2 separate regions of the Mustela erminea genome follow, and region 1 is linked to region 2. Evidence: chromatin contacts called from public Hi-C data. All regions are on one chromosome and are shown on one strand. Each heading gives the region's core, a stretch centred on a gene start, on an enhancer-like site or on the middle of the called end of the contact. The rest is flanking DNA. Distances are from core to core; before and after follow the strand shown. Region 1 holds the start of RRM2 (ribonucleoside-diphosphate reductase subunit M2). Region 2 holds the start of LOC116596202 (proline-rich protein 2-like).

What was found. A called contact is a pair of places that touch in the nucleus more often than the background predicts.
Region 1: a contact with region 2 is called in a Hi-C map of spleen, with 5 times the contacts expected there. The contact joins the promoter of RRM2 here to the promoter of LOC116596202 in region 2. A contact is called at or near these places in 2 of 3 Hi-C or Micro-C datasets (fibroblasts and spleen).

What each region holds. Positions count from the first base shown.
Region 1 is chr7:134,660,765-134,667,506 of mMusErm1.Pri, reverse strand. RRM2 (ribonucleoside-diphosphate reductase subunit M2) reads left to right here and starts at 3,651. Exons shown (of 11, transcript XR_004288056.1): 1 at 3,651-3,845; 2 at 3,929-4,003; 3 at 4,356-4,502; 4 at 4,775-4,891; 5 at 5,465-5,598.
Region 2 is chr7:134,398,825-134,405,903 of mMusErm1.Pri, reverse strand. LOC116596202 (proline-rich protein 2-like) reads left to right here and starts at 3,582. Exons shown (of 2, transcript XM_032353329.1): 1 at 3,582-5,247. The coding sequence starts at 3,972. The coding sequence ends at 5,078. It overlaps ODC1 (ornithine decarboxylase), which reads right to left and starts at 4,463. Exons shown (of 11, transcript XM_032353321.1): 1 at 4,360-4,463; 2 at 1,300-1,447; 3 at 897-1,031; 4 at 103-275. The coding sequence starts at 998. It overlaps LOC116596679 (a small nucleolar RNA gene), which reads right to left and starts at 2,886; the gene lies at 2,752-2,886.

The DNA.
Region 1 (6,742 bases), core at 2,402-4,901, 260 kb before region 2:
ACATATTTGAAATAGCTGGGAAAACTTGATTATGGGCTAGATATTAGGTAATATTAGGGAATTAATGTTAGTTTTCCTAGGTGTGATTATGCCGCTGCAGTTGTTAGAGAATGTCCTTAGTTTCAGGAGTGACCTGCTGAAATATAACTGAGAAATCTGGGTGTGAAGGCCCATAGCATCTGCCACTGCTTTCAAATGATCCAGAAAAAACAAAAGCCTCACATACCCATCGAGGGGCAGAAAACAAATACGGCAAAACGGATACAACCGTTGAATCCGAGATGGTGGATGAACACTGGAGAATTCTTTCCATTGTTGTGCCTATTGAAATATTCCTAATAAAAAGCTAGGGGAGAGAATGGCTAAAATTAACGAGTCAGGAAACAATCAGTGCTGGTGAGGATGTAGAGAAAGGGGAACCCTCTTACACTGCTGGTGGGAATGCAAGCTGGTACAGCCACAAGCCCACTGTTCATAGCAGTAGTATCCACTATAAACAAAATATGGAAAGAGCCCAGATGTCCACTGACAGATGGATGGATAATCTGGATAAAGAAGATGTGGTAGCGGTGCCTGGATGGCTCAGTCTGTTAAGCATCTGCCTTTGGCTCAGGTCATGATCCTGGGATCCTGGGATTGAGCCCCAGGTCAGGCACCCTGCTCAGCAGGGTCTGTTCTCCCTTTTCCTCTCACCCCCTGCCTGCTTGTGATCTGTCTTGCAAATGGGTAAATAAAAATCTTAATACAAAAAAAGAGATGTGGTGGATACCTACAAAGGAATATTACTCAGCCGTCAAAAGGAAGAAACTTGCCATCTGCAACAATGTGGATGGAACGGGAAGGTATTATGCTAAGTAAAACAAGTCAGAGAAAGGCAGATACCATATGGTTTCATTCACATGAGGAACTTAAGAAAACAGATGAACATAAAGGGAAGGAAAATAAGATGATAATTGAGAGGGAGGCAAACCATGAGACACTGAACTCTAGAAAACAAACTGAGGGTTGCTGGAGGGGAGGGGGATGGGGTAACTGGGGGATGGGCATTAAAGAGGGCACGTGATGCAATGAACACTGGGTGATATACGCAAGTGATGAACCACTAAATTTGACCTCTGAAACTAAATTAAAAAAAAAGTTGGGGTTGAAAATTTCCAGCTGTACAGTTTAAGCTGTGTGACCTTGGGCAGTCTCCTTGCCTCCCTGACTTTTCTTCCTTCAGCTGAAGAACAGGGCCGCAAATACCAAACGCCGTTGTCTGGACTGAAAGTCTCAAGCGCCTGGCTCAAGGGTCCGGGGGCTGTGGGGCATTGGTCATTAGTGTTAACAGACAGTCCCTAGCGGGGGTACTTGGTAGAGTGAGCAGTGGCTTTGAGAAAGCCCCTCAAGTTCCGCTCCGCGGCGGGTTTCTCTGCCTGGGAGGCGGATGGAGAGGCGGCTCCTCGGTGGCCACCTCACTCGGCCAGCGGGGGGCGGGTACAGGGGCAGCCGCGGGGGACGGGTACAGGCGCAGCCGCGGGGAGCAGGGCAGCGGGAGCGCGGGCCTCGGAAGCGGGGGCGGGGCTTGCAGGTGGGCGGCGTGGGAGCTCCAGCCCCAAGAAGTGTGGCCGCGCGGTCGTCGCGGGGGCGGAGCCTCTCTCTGGCGGACCAATCGTGGAGCAGATGTCAAAACGGGCGCGGCAGGGAAACGAGAAAGAACCGCAGGTAACCCGGCGCCGGCGGCTGGGGCAGCATCCTCCCCGGCGGACTTGGGCGGCCCGGTCTGATCGCGCGCCCTTCTTTCTCCAGCCTAAAGGACAAGAGAGGAGGCTGTGCGAGCCAGAAGGCCCGCTGGGCGGTGTCTCTGGGCGTGATCTTTGCGCAGAGCCACGTAGTTTTCTACGCCCGCTTCCTCCTGTAAAGTCAGAGCAGTGAAAACCCGTAGGAGGCAGGACGGGACATGCCCAAGTGACTCAGAGCTGGGAGGCAGTGAAGGGGAGAATGGCGACCTTTCTTTCTGCCTCGTGGTACTACCCGTCTTTTCCAAGTTCTCTACAGGGCACATGGGCTATTTTGGTAGGAAAAAGTTAAGCTGAACATAAAGTCACGAATTCTGGCTAGCTCACGGAGTAATCCTTTATGGTTCCTGGACAAGCAGAGTATAACAGGAGCTGAAGAGCACGTGGTGCCTGAGGGAGCAACTGAAAGGGGCACTTCGGGTACTGATGTGAAATTGGAATGCGAATGGGGTAGCAGAGGATACCAAGGAATCCCTGACCATTTTCTTAGAGGTGATAATGGCTTTATGGGGCATAAAATCACCACTAAAAATATCCATTTTCTGGAGCTGGATGCTGGAGGAAGGTGGAATTGACCACTCCTGGGAGTTGCTTTTAAAATTAAGGATGCTAGCCCCAAGTTTTGTCGTTGCTTGCTTTGTCTAAGAGAAATGATTGTCATTAATCTTTCTCTGAGGCTTGAGCACACATTAAACACAGTATGTATGTGAGACTGAGACATGGGAGAAACAGACCCGAGGAGGGGATAGTCCCTATCTCCGACATCTTTATTATATCTAGAGAAAACTGTAAAAAGTCCAGTGTTTCTTTTAGCGGCCTCCCTAAGAGTATTTGCAGATGTTGGAACTTTCCCAAGTGAATCATGTATTTTTCAGATCCTAACACTTCTTATTCTTCATTCCTGGCATTATGCCACTTGCAGGGCAAATGTCTGTGGCAAATCTGAAAAACCAAAGTAAAATGAAAACTGCTATTAAGGTCGTGTCTCCCTCATGACAGTGCAGGTTTTCAGTCTCCTCTTCAGGCTCCTTGATGCCCAATCAGCAGTAAATGGATGCCCAGCTCTTTAGTCTTTCTCAGGGCTTTTTTGCTCCGTTTCTAATTTTAAAAAATGCTGACATAGGGGACAGTGGCCTGGCAGCAGACACAAGTTCAGTGGGAAACTGCACCAAAAGCGCTCTCTGGCATTTACTTAACTCAGCTCTATCGCATCGCTATTTTATTAATCGTCGCATAGGTTAGGTCCGGCGACAAGTCCCATTTTACCAAGGAGGGCACTGAATCTTTTAGCCAGGTGACATGTCCAAGTGATACAGCATCTGCACTGCGGGACTCGGCAGCCAGCGGCCCTAACCGTTGGGCAGGACGGCTGTCACCGATCCTCCCGCAGATCTGCAGGAACTCGAGGACTCCTTACCCCCGACCCAGGTACACGTATCTAAACGGTCGCAACCCCGCGCTTCTCTCGCAGCCTTGGGCGTTCCCAGGCACTAGCACCAACCTCATTTGCAAAACCACTTGCCCCGACCCGCGACAACGGTCGAGGGGTGGGGGAATCCTCTCCCGCTCCGGGGCGGCCTCCAATCGCGTTGCTGCATTCAATCCCCGGCAGTTCCCGGAGAAGCGAGTCCCGCGCGCGCCGCAGCCCCCGAGTCACGCTGGGGGGTGCAGCCCTTGCCGGGGCGGGGGGCGGCCGGCAGCGGCCGGGGCGGCGGCGCCCCTGAGCGGGTTAGCTGGCCCAGAGAGGGGTCCCGGGGGGTCCCGGGCGGCGGGCGGTCGGCGCTCCCGCGCGCCTCTCGAATCACGCACGTCCGGCCGGAGCGTCCAATGGGAAGGCGGCGTCTGGCCACGCCCACCGCGCGCGCCCCCTCCGCGGTGGGCTTTTAAAGGCAGCCGGGCGGCGCGGGGGCTCCCAGGACCTGCGCGCCGCCTCACCTGCCGTCCCGCCTCGCCGCCGCCATGCTCTCCGTCCGCGTCCCGCTCGCCACCATCGTGGACCCCCAGCAGCAGCAGCAGCTCCAGCTCTCGCCCCTCAAGGGGCTCAGCCTGGCGGACAAGGAGAACACGGTGAGCGCGCGCGCGGGCCGGGCCGGGGCGGCGGGGGGCCTGTGGGGTCGGGGGCCTGCGCCTCACCGCGCGTCTCCCCGCAGCCCCCGAGTCTCAGCGGGACCCGCGTGCTGGCCAGCAAGACCGCCAGGAGGATCTTCCAGGAACCCGCCGAGCCGGTGAGTGGCCCGGGCGGCCTGCGGGGGCGGGGCGCAGCCGGTGGAGTGCGCCAGCCGCCTCTTGGCGCCAAAGCCTCATTGTCTCCTCTAGGGTTTCAAACCCTAGCCACTCCCCGGGCCCGCGCTTCTTTCCCGCCAAGGCATTCCCTCCCAGTGCTTTGCACTTCCGCAGATCTACTCCTGTTCCTCTGTCACGTCCCGCTTCTGTTCTGAGTAGGATGCGTGTGTGACAGCTCACGCTCACACACCGAACCACCTGGGATTGCCGGGGATTGCACGCACTGGGCCCGAAAAAATGGCAATTTCATGTGGTGCGCCCTGTAATTAGCATTTTCATTACTTTCTCGCCCAGCAGAAAACTAAGGTACTTGGCCCCAACGTGGAGGACGAGCCACTACTGCGAGAAAACCCTCGTCGCTTTGTCATCTTCCCTATTGAGTACCATGATATTTGGCAGATGTATAAGAAAGCTGAGGCTTCCTTTTGGACCGCCGAAGAGGTAATCAGAGTCAGGAGCCTGAGACCTAGGAAGTTGAAGCATTGCCCCCAGCTCTGGAGGAAGCCCCCTGCAGTGCGGGTTGTAATTTGTTTGAAATGTCCTTGTTCCCCTGGGGGATAGTTGCCCCCACGGAGGATGCGGGATGCAGGATGCGAGCTGTTCTAACTGGCCAGGGGAGCTATGCATGGGAGGGATGTTCTTTTAAGCCATGAATTAGGTATATGTGCGAGGCCCCACACGCTTAACGTCCCTTGTGAACTTCTAAACTTCAGGTGGATCTCTCCAAGGACATTCAGCACTGGGACTCCCTGAAGCCTGAGGAGAGATACTTTATATCCCATGTTCTGGCTTTCTTTGCCGCCAGTGATGGCATAGTCAATGAAAACTTGGTGAGTTTCCCAAAAATCTGCTTTCATTCACTTCAAGATTAAAGCGAAAATGAATTCTCTTGCCTCATCTGTTAAGTCACATAGTTGTAATCTAGTAGTTCTGTTATATGGCGTTTCGTGCTTTATAATATCCTTGGCAATTGTTTTTTCCTTATGGTTAATTCCCCCCACCCCACCACCACTGGCTCTCTCGAGAGGCTCAAAGACAAGTTAAGTGCTAGTAATGGGTTTACTCTTTGTGGCTATGACATTGCTTTTCTTTTTGTGGTTTTGCTGTTTTAATCATCTGATTCCATATGTATCCTCTTGTGAGTGGGTTCTTGGTGCCATGAATTAGGAAAAAAGGAACTGATGAGTGTTTGCAGAATCCCTATAAAACAGACTCTCCGTGTTTCTTGAGCTGTAAGTGGAGCATATATGGCATAACATGCTCAGCTTTACCACGGAATAAGGAAGACGTATTGTTTCTAAAAATAGAGACAAATCCTATAATGGTATAAAGGGAGTGTGATGTATCCAGGATCCCCTGAAGGGTTGCGCCTCACGCTAAACTGTGATGTGTTTCACCACTAGGTGGAGCGCTTTAGCCAAGAAGTTCAGATCACAGAAGCCCGCTGTTTCTATGGCTTCCAAATTGCCATGGAAAACATCCATTCCGAGATGTACAGTCTCCTCATTGACACTTACATTAAAGATTCCAAAGAAAGGTGAGTATTTGGCTTGCCTGTTGGTCTGCCAACATGTTTGAGACTCACTAATTGTTACACATTGTTTCAAGTTTCCAGTTCACGTGGGGGTGGAAAAATGACTCTTAAGTGACTAAACAGACAAAGCAGTTTCTTTCCCTTTTTTTTTTTAAGATTTTATTTATTTATTTGACAGAGAGAGAGAGATCACAAGTAGGCAGAGAGGCAGGCAGAGAGAGAGGGAGAAGCAGGCTCCCCCTTGAGCAGGGAGCCTGATGCAGGGCTCAATCCCAGGACCCTGGGACCATGACTTGAGCCGAAGGCAGAAGCTTTAGCCCACTGCACCACCCAGGCGCCCCCACAAAGCAGTTTCTACTGCCCGTGGTTCTGTCTGAGGATGAGGCCTACACTCAATTTTATTAGCCAGTCACTTAAAAACAAAGTTCTGAGGCTATTCCATTTTTAGAAGTGGAAGTATACTGTTAGTCAGTCTCTTTCTTTGTAAACAAAGCAAAACACATCCAAAGAGGCTGTGTACAATGAACTAAATCTTCGGTCTGGCCATTTCTACTCGTGTGGCCAGTCTGTTAACGTACAATGGGAAGCTGGGGCAAAGTGGAGGGGACTGGAGGGTGCACCTGACTAGAACATTACTACCCTCTTGAAGAGCTCGTAGTACAGTACAGAAAATCAGATCTAGAGGTATAAGTGAGAGGAATCCCATAATAAATTGGGGACAGCAGTTTGCTATTAGATGGGTGAATTTAGGCACAGGACTGTGTGAAGAGATGGTTTGCATCATGGGATCATTTTACAGGTTTGAGATTAGAGAGGAGGAGAACGTTAGAAATGGCTGTCTGGGGGCGCCTGGGTGGCTCAGTGGGTTAGCCTCTGCCTTTGGCTCGGGTCATGATCCCAGAGTCCTGGGATCGAGCCCCACATCGGGCTCTCTGCTCTGCAGGGAGCCTGCTTCCTCCTCTCTGCCTGCCTCTCTGCCTACTTGTGATCTCTGTCAGATAAATAAAGAAAAAATCTTTACAAAAAAAAAAAAAGAAAAAGAAATGGCTGTCTGAGTGGTCTAGATACTGAGGTCAGCTTCGGGATGAGTCTTTCATGGAACAGAAGTGGTAGGGCCGGAAGGTAGGCCTCCTGGGGGTTACCAGGA
Region 2 (7,079 bases), core at 2,333-4,832:
TCTGATCAGCACACTCCTATACTTTATACTCAAGTATAGAATCTTGACACAACGTGTAGATCCCGTATGTGACCTGCCCACAAACGAGGAGTCACAACTCACTTTGCCTTCGGATGTGCCCTGGCAACCTTCATCAGTTCAACTTCACTATCGAAAGTCATCATCTGGACTCCATTGTTGGCAGCGTACTTAATCTGAGACACTTGTTTACAAGGATTTGCATAGATAATCCTCTCTGGAGGCACCCCAAGACTTTGTACCAATTGTATTTCAGTCTGAAAAACAGGAGTATATTATTGATAGATATGAAGCCAATCAAAGAAAGAAACAGGAAAATGGGAATTCAGCGCCCCCACTTTCACTGCTGTCTATTGCCCAAGAAACCCAACTCTGACCCACCCTGCTGGGAGCACCAGGGCCATCTGAAATCATCATCCCGAGTCCCGCTGCTTTGCTTACCTTGCTGGCGCAGTCAAACCCCGTCCCAATGGTAGCAAGGGTCTTCACTATGGTTCTGCTATCATTGCACTTGACTGCATAAAAGGGGGTGACCCGAGGAAGAGCTTTTAACCATCTCAGATGTTTCTTTAGAATGTCTCCCAGGTCGGCCACATAGAAGGCATCCTTATCATCCTACAGCAAGAGTGGTTGCAGGGAACTCATGAGCGGCCTAATCACACTCCCACATGCAGCCTCCCCCTGTCATTCCCATCAGTCTCAAGGAACCCGCTTTTCTTTACCCTGGTCACTATTACCACAGAGTGATTCGTAGCTAATAAATTCTGAATTACCTAACATGCCATGTTCCATTCTACTTCCTTAATACCCCACTCAAGTTTCTCACTCAGGTGCCCAGGATTTTTAAAGCTGCACTGCTAGCACGGACTTAAACTTACAGAAGATGAAACTTCATTAATTTTTTGGTCCAGAATATCCTTGGCAGTAAAGCCTTCATCGAGGAAATGGCAGTCTAATTCCGCATTATTGAAGTTGTTCATGGTTTCTTGAAGTTCCTCCAAATATGTAACAAACTGCAAATAAGGTGAAAAAATTTACTCAGAAGCCATAGCAATACTCAGTTCATGTTCTAAAAAAAAAATTTGAGCAAGACCGTTCGGGGTGGGGTGGGGGACGACACAGAGGGAAAGGGAGAAGCAGACTCCCTGCTGAGCCGAGAGCCAGATGTGGGGCTCCATCTAGGATGACCTGAGCCTAAGGCACAGGCCTAACTGAACCACCCAGGAGCCCCCAACACTCAGTAATTGTTAATAATAACCTGCAACAACCATGAATACTTACATGGAAAACTAAGGAGAAATGGAACTTAAAGAAATGGTGGCCAATTTCTCACAAAGGCAATTCTCCAGAATTCCAAATCCCGCTGAGGATGCGTGCGCCCCAGTGCAGCAGGGGGAATGGTCTGATCAACACCGAATTTGCTGTCCACCTTAGGAAGGCATCAAATGGAAAGATCAGGCACGGACTGTGATGCGAGCACACAGAAAGCAGGGCTGCACAGGCGCTCTCCGGAGATCGCTGGCTCACCCACTGGACTTCGGAATCCCCTCCTTCTGGGCGTAAGCCACAGGATTCCAGAAACCTCTCCACTATCCAAGGACACTGCACGTTCAACACTAGACTTTCTCAAAGCAACACACTAAATCTTCTAAGATTTTATTTATTTATTTGATAGAGAAACAGCGAGAGTGGGAACACAAGCCAGGGGAGGACGAGAGGGAGAAGCAGGCTTCTTGCTAAAGCAGGGGGCCGGATGGCGGCTCCAGCCCAGGACCCTGGGATCATAACCTGAGCCAAAGGCAGAGGCTTAATGACTGAGCCACCCAGGCGCCCCAACGCTAAAATCCTACATGTACTACTATATACCTCAAAATAAGCACTTCAAATATTCATGCTAAAAAATCTATAGAAAGCAGGTTTCAGAATCCTCATTTCACTAAAACAGAAAAATTGTTTATAATGGCCAGTTTATTTGATTTCAGGGATATGTTATCTCTTTAGAAGCTTAAGAGAACACTTCAGTAATTACTAAAAGGAGCCTTATAAACATCTACCTTCTGTTTTCCCTAAGTCTTCACAAAAGTTTTAATAACTGAAAGGCATTGTGGAAATGTCTAAGGCTAAACTTACTGATGCTCTGAAGTTTCCTAAGAATTTTCTGAGTTCATTTTTATGCTACTTTATTTTCAGGCCATGCATATTTTTTAAAAAGATTTTACTTCTTTGGCAGAAAGATCACAAGTAGGCAGAGAGGCAGGCAGAGAGAGGGGGAAGCAGGCTCCCTGCTGAGCAGAGAAGCCCAATGCGGGGCTCCATCACCAGGACCCTGAGATCACGACCTGAGCAGAGCCTAAGGCAGAGGCTTAAACCACTGAGCCACCCAGGCACACCCCCCAAACATGTATTTTTACAGTAAGCAATCTTCATTATCAATAAAATGTATCACAGCTCCTGTATCTGATCAGAAATCAGCGTTCTTAAACCAGAGCTGGCGATCAAGTCAGCGACTCTGCAAATCTCATCTCGTCCTTGCTTAGTTAATGAACGATAATCACATGGAAGTAATTTCTGGCTAACTTTATGAATAACAAAAATAAGGAGGCAGACAAGAATTACGAATAAGCAAAAATAAAGCTCATAACATTCAGAGCCACTGTCCTTGGGTCTTCACAAAATGTGACACAAATTACTGATTCTAACCTATGTAATTTCTGCTGGGCAGGACTTTTTTTTCACTGTGCGACCCGCTTCAGTGCCTGTAGCCTACGGCAGAGAGGCCAGGCAATGGTTCGGGGCCACGGTTTGCTCTGGCATGGGACACTATGAGAGGCCCAGGGGGACGAGCCTGCCATAAATCCAAACCCATGCACGGTACAGCTTGTCCTTTGTTGTTTTTTTCCCCCCTTTCTTAAGATTTTATTTATTTTTTAAAATCTCTACACCCAACGTGGGGCTTGAACTTACAACCCCATGATCAAGAGTCACATCCTCTACCGACTGAGCCAGAGGAAGAACTTGTTCTAAGACTTGATCTAATGTGACTTTCTGGCATTGTCAACCTACGTTGCCGAAACCACCTCTAGGGGAAGTCAAGAGTCTAAGGGGACGGCAAACCCGTTGTGTCTATATATTCGACACTGAAGGCAGGTTCACACAGTAACAGATTGGACTCTTTAGCTAGGATCTTGTTAGAAGAGCTTTAAAGCAATGTTCAAGCTTAAACTTGGGAAATTATTACTTTGAAATGTTACTGTTAAGTATCTTTTAAAGCTTTATTTTGAAAACTTGCAACACAGTTTCACCCTTCAGTGTTCTGAAGAGCTAAGTCACTTGAAAGGATGGGTTAGTGAGCACAGACACCACTCTCTACTGGGAAGGTCTCTCCTGCCAGCCGGGAAGTATTACACAAGAGACAGAGACCAATTTAAGCAAACTGAAAAAAAATTTCACAAGTCAACTAAACCATGCCCAATTTTAGCTTAAATAAAGCCAACCCATTCTTTGTGCTCCCCAGACCTTTCTAAAAAGTTCTGCTCCCCACACTTACCCATTAGTTGGGATTCTCAAAACCACCACCATCAGCTTGTTTGGAAAACCTTAAGGGCTGCCTCGTACGGGTCAGTCTGTTGCCTGGACTGGGATCTCAATATTCTAGACCCTTCTTAGATCTCTAAGTCATCCCAAGACTCCTCACAGAGCCAACTCTAGGGCACAACGAATGGAGAATGTACTGCCGTCGTCAAGACAAGGCTCTCTCCCATCTGAGCTCCAGCAACTCCGGAGAGCGGCTCTATCGGGTCGCTTCCTCCGTACACAGACGCTAAGAGAAAATTGCACGGCAGGGAGGCAGCAATGGCCTGCCTCACCCTAATGGAAGTGAGCGGAGCGACGGGAGCCCGAGACTTGCTCGGGCCCGCTCGTCCCTCTCCTGCACCTGCTGCCGGGCTGGCCGCATGGGTTTTAGAAAAAGAACAGCGGCTGAAAGAACCGCGGGCCTTCCCGACAGCTTCCGGCTCCGAGTCCCCACTGCCGCGGGTCGGAAGACGGGAGACGCAGTCCCCTCCGGCCCTGGCTGCCCCAAGCCGAGGCGATCCGGAGCAGGACCGGCCGCGCCGAGGGTGGCCGCCGGGCGCGCGCAGGACCAGGGGTCCGAAGTCCCGCTCCACGGAGGGACGCGGGCCCCGGAGGGTGGGGGGGTCAGGGACCCGCGGTCGGCGCGACAACCACGTGCCCCTCGCAGCTCCGGGCGCAGGGTCAGCCCCGGGCCTCCGGCCCGCCGCGCGGGGACACGTGGCCGTCCCCCCTCCCGCCTCCCAACCGCCCGGACGCGCCCCCTCTCACCTCAGAGCGCTGGGGCGCCGCGGGCCAGCCCCATGGAGACGCCGCCGCCGAGCGCGCAGGACCGCCGGCCGCCCCGCCGCCCCCGTCAGCCGGCCGCCCGCCGCCTCGCTGCCTCCCGCGGAGGACCGCCGGCCCGAGGTGGCGCCGGAGCTCTGGCAGAGGGGCGGCGGCGGCGGAGGCTGAAGGGACTGACAAAGCCGACGCGCCGCCGCTCCGCTACTTATAGCACCGCGCGTGTCGTCATGGAGACGCACCAGCTCAAACCAGCCGCGATCGGTTCCGTCCGGGCGTCCTCCGAGGAAGGGGGCGGAGCGCGCCCGCGGCGGCCAACCCGCGGCCCGACGGAGGATGGGGAGCGCGGGCCCTCAACGTCAGCGGCTCCGAGCGCCAGCGGGCCCGCCCCCGGCCTCGCGCCCCTCCCGGCCCTGCGGCAGATTTGCGCACGCGCACGACGCCGCAGGACGCCTCCGGCGGCCTCTCACCCCTCCCGGCCCTGCGGCGGGCACGCGCACGACGCCGCGGGGCATCCCTGGCGGCCTCGCGCCCTTCCCGGCCCTGCGGCGGGCCCGCGCACGCGCACGACGCCTCAGGTCCTGGGCCCGCCGGCGACCGCTGCGCTCCGGGACACCAGCTTTGGGGCACGAGCGGGCGCCTGCTGGCGAACCAGGCCGAATTTCAGCATCCGCGCTGGGCAGAACTGTTCTTCCTCTTGGCTTTGAGTGCCTCGTGTCCTAGTGCAGAGAAAGGAGATCGCGGGCGCAAGCGGGCCACGTGGACCCCGGGTGGACTCTGGCCCCTCCTGCCAGGCGCCTCCTGTCCTAGGAGAGGGGAACTGTGACGATTCTGGCTTCACGCCAAGAATGGGGCGCAGACGCAGACGGGGGCCAGGTGCGTGCTGAGGGTCACCTGGCAAGTCGGGGGCCCCGCTTCGGGCCGCTCAACGTATCCAGGTGTGTTCCGTCTGGATGGCCGGCAGCGACCGCCACGCGAAGACACGCGGGCGGTGTTAAGCCAGAGGCTTGTCTAGGGGCCTTAGGGGAAGGAGGTAGAGAGACCACAGGCCACCAAGTCCCTCCACTGCCCTTTACCATTGTGGACGGCATTCGGGGTGACTAGATGTCTCTAAGGGCAGGTGCGAGTGCCTCGTTTGGGCAGAGCCTGTAAGTCCCCGCACAGCGACAGGCTGCACAATGAAGCCGGAGGCGAAGCCCTAGGCATTGGGTTATTCCTGAGTATGCAGTCCGTGGGGGAGGACGGTGCCTCTCTGGGATGTGGGCCACACCCCGCTGCTGACCCCAGGGAGGGGAGAAGGACTGTGGGGCACTTCTTTTTTTCTTTCATCTTATCATTCTTTCCCTTGAAGACAAAGTGCAACAGTCACATCCCATCCTCGAGTGTGGGGTGTGCCCCACCGCAGGGTCCCCGTGAGGATTTAAAGGGCATGGGACGCTAGTCCAGGCAGGTTGCCAGTTTGGTGCAGAGGGACCTTGGAGGAGCTCAGTGCTGTACCCCATCCCTGGTGCAGGAGTGCTGCGTGAACTTGGGGCTATTACTTCCCTTCTCTGGGCCTCCAAGGAAGTTTGACCAGAGGATACAAGGATGTTTACAGCTGCAAAATCCCTGTGAGGTTTTGAAAAACTTCCCCTGCACTGTCCCCAGGCCTGAGGCACACCTTGCTCAACTTTATTTTTACATAGTCCTTGAGCAGCCCATGGGTGGGTACCCAGCACCGCTCAACTAGGGAAGGGAGGCAGGGAGTTATCTCCACCCTGACAAGCTTAATTCCTACCCTAGGATGAGATTAACAGCCCGTCAGAGAACCGGACAGCCCAGACGCAAAATGAGACAGCTTTAGACTCACGGGAAGCACACTGGTATTTGTACCCCCTCTGTGAAGAAACATTTTGTCCCAATGACAGACTTTTCCTCACATTCCAGAAGTCTCGCGGGTCCAGTGCCATGGCCAAGTGGGGAAGAGTGTCCACACCCTCGGCTCTCTTTGGCAGGTCAATCAGCCAGTCATTGCCAGGAGAACATTGTCCCCACTCTGCAGCCTCCTCCAGGCAGCGGGGACCAGATGTCTCAGCCTGTGGGGTCCGGGTAGTGGCCTGGCGTGGAGGGAAGCACGGTCATCCCCTGTCCTGCCAGTAGCTTGCTGCCCTCATAGTGTGACCTGGCCACCTCCCTGACCCTCTGAGCCTCCGTGTCTCCAGCCATTAAGGGAACGTTTTGGGTCAGATCAAGGGTCCTGTTCCCACTCAGCTGTGTGATTGTATTTTAGACTTAGAGGTAGTAACTGACATGAGAGGCAAGTTCTCGACTGAGGAAGCCAGGTGGTCTGCCCCTCTCCTGTACATACGTGCCGCTCACTCCCAGGTCACCTGTATACACTGCTGCTCCGGCTGGCCCATGCCAGACGTGGAAACCCCTGCCCGCACGCCGTACTTTCCTCTGGGGAGGCCCCGTCTTGTCCAGATGATCCATCTGACCCAGATTAGGAAACAGAAACAAAGGAAAGAGGCCGTGCTGCTTCCGCGAGCACTGGCCCGGCTGGCTGCAGGCAAACTCTTGGAGCGGCCCTTGGCCTAGGGTCTGGGAGTTAGCAGGGTGTGAGTCATGAAACCCAGCTACTAACCTGGATTTGGGAAGGCAAATCGGTGATGACTAAACTCGGCCTTATTCAAATGCGTGGCATTAATGTCTTTCTGCATATTTTCGGT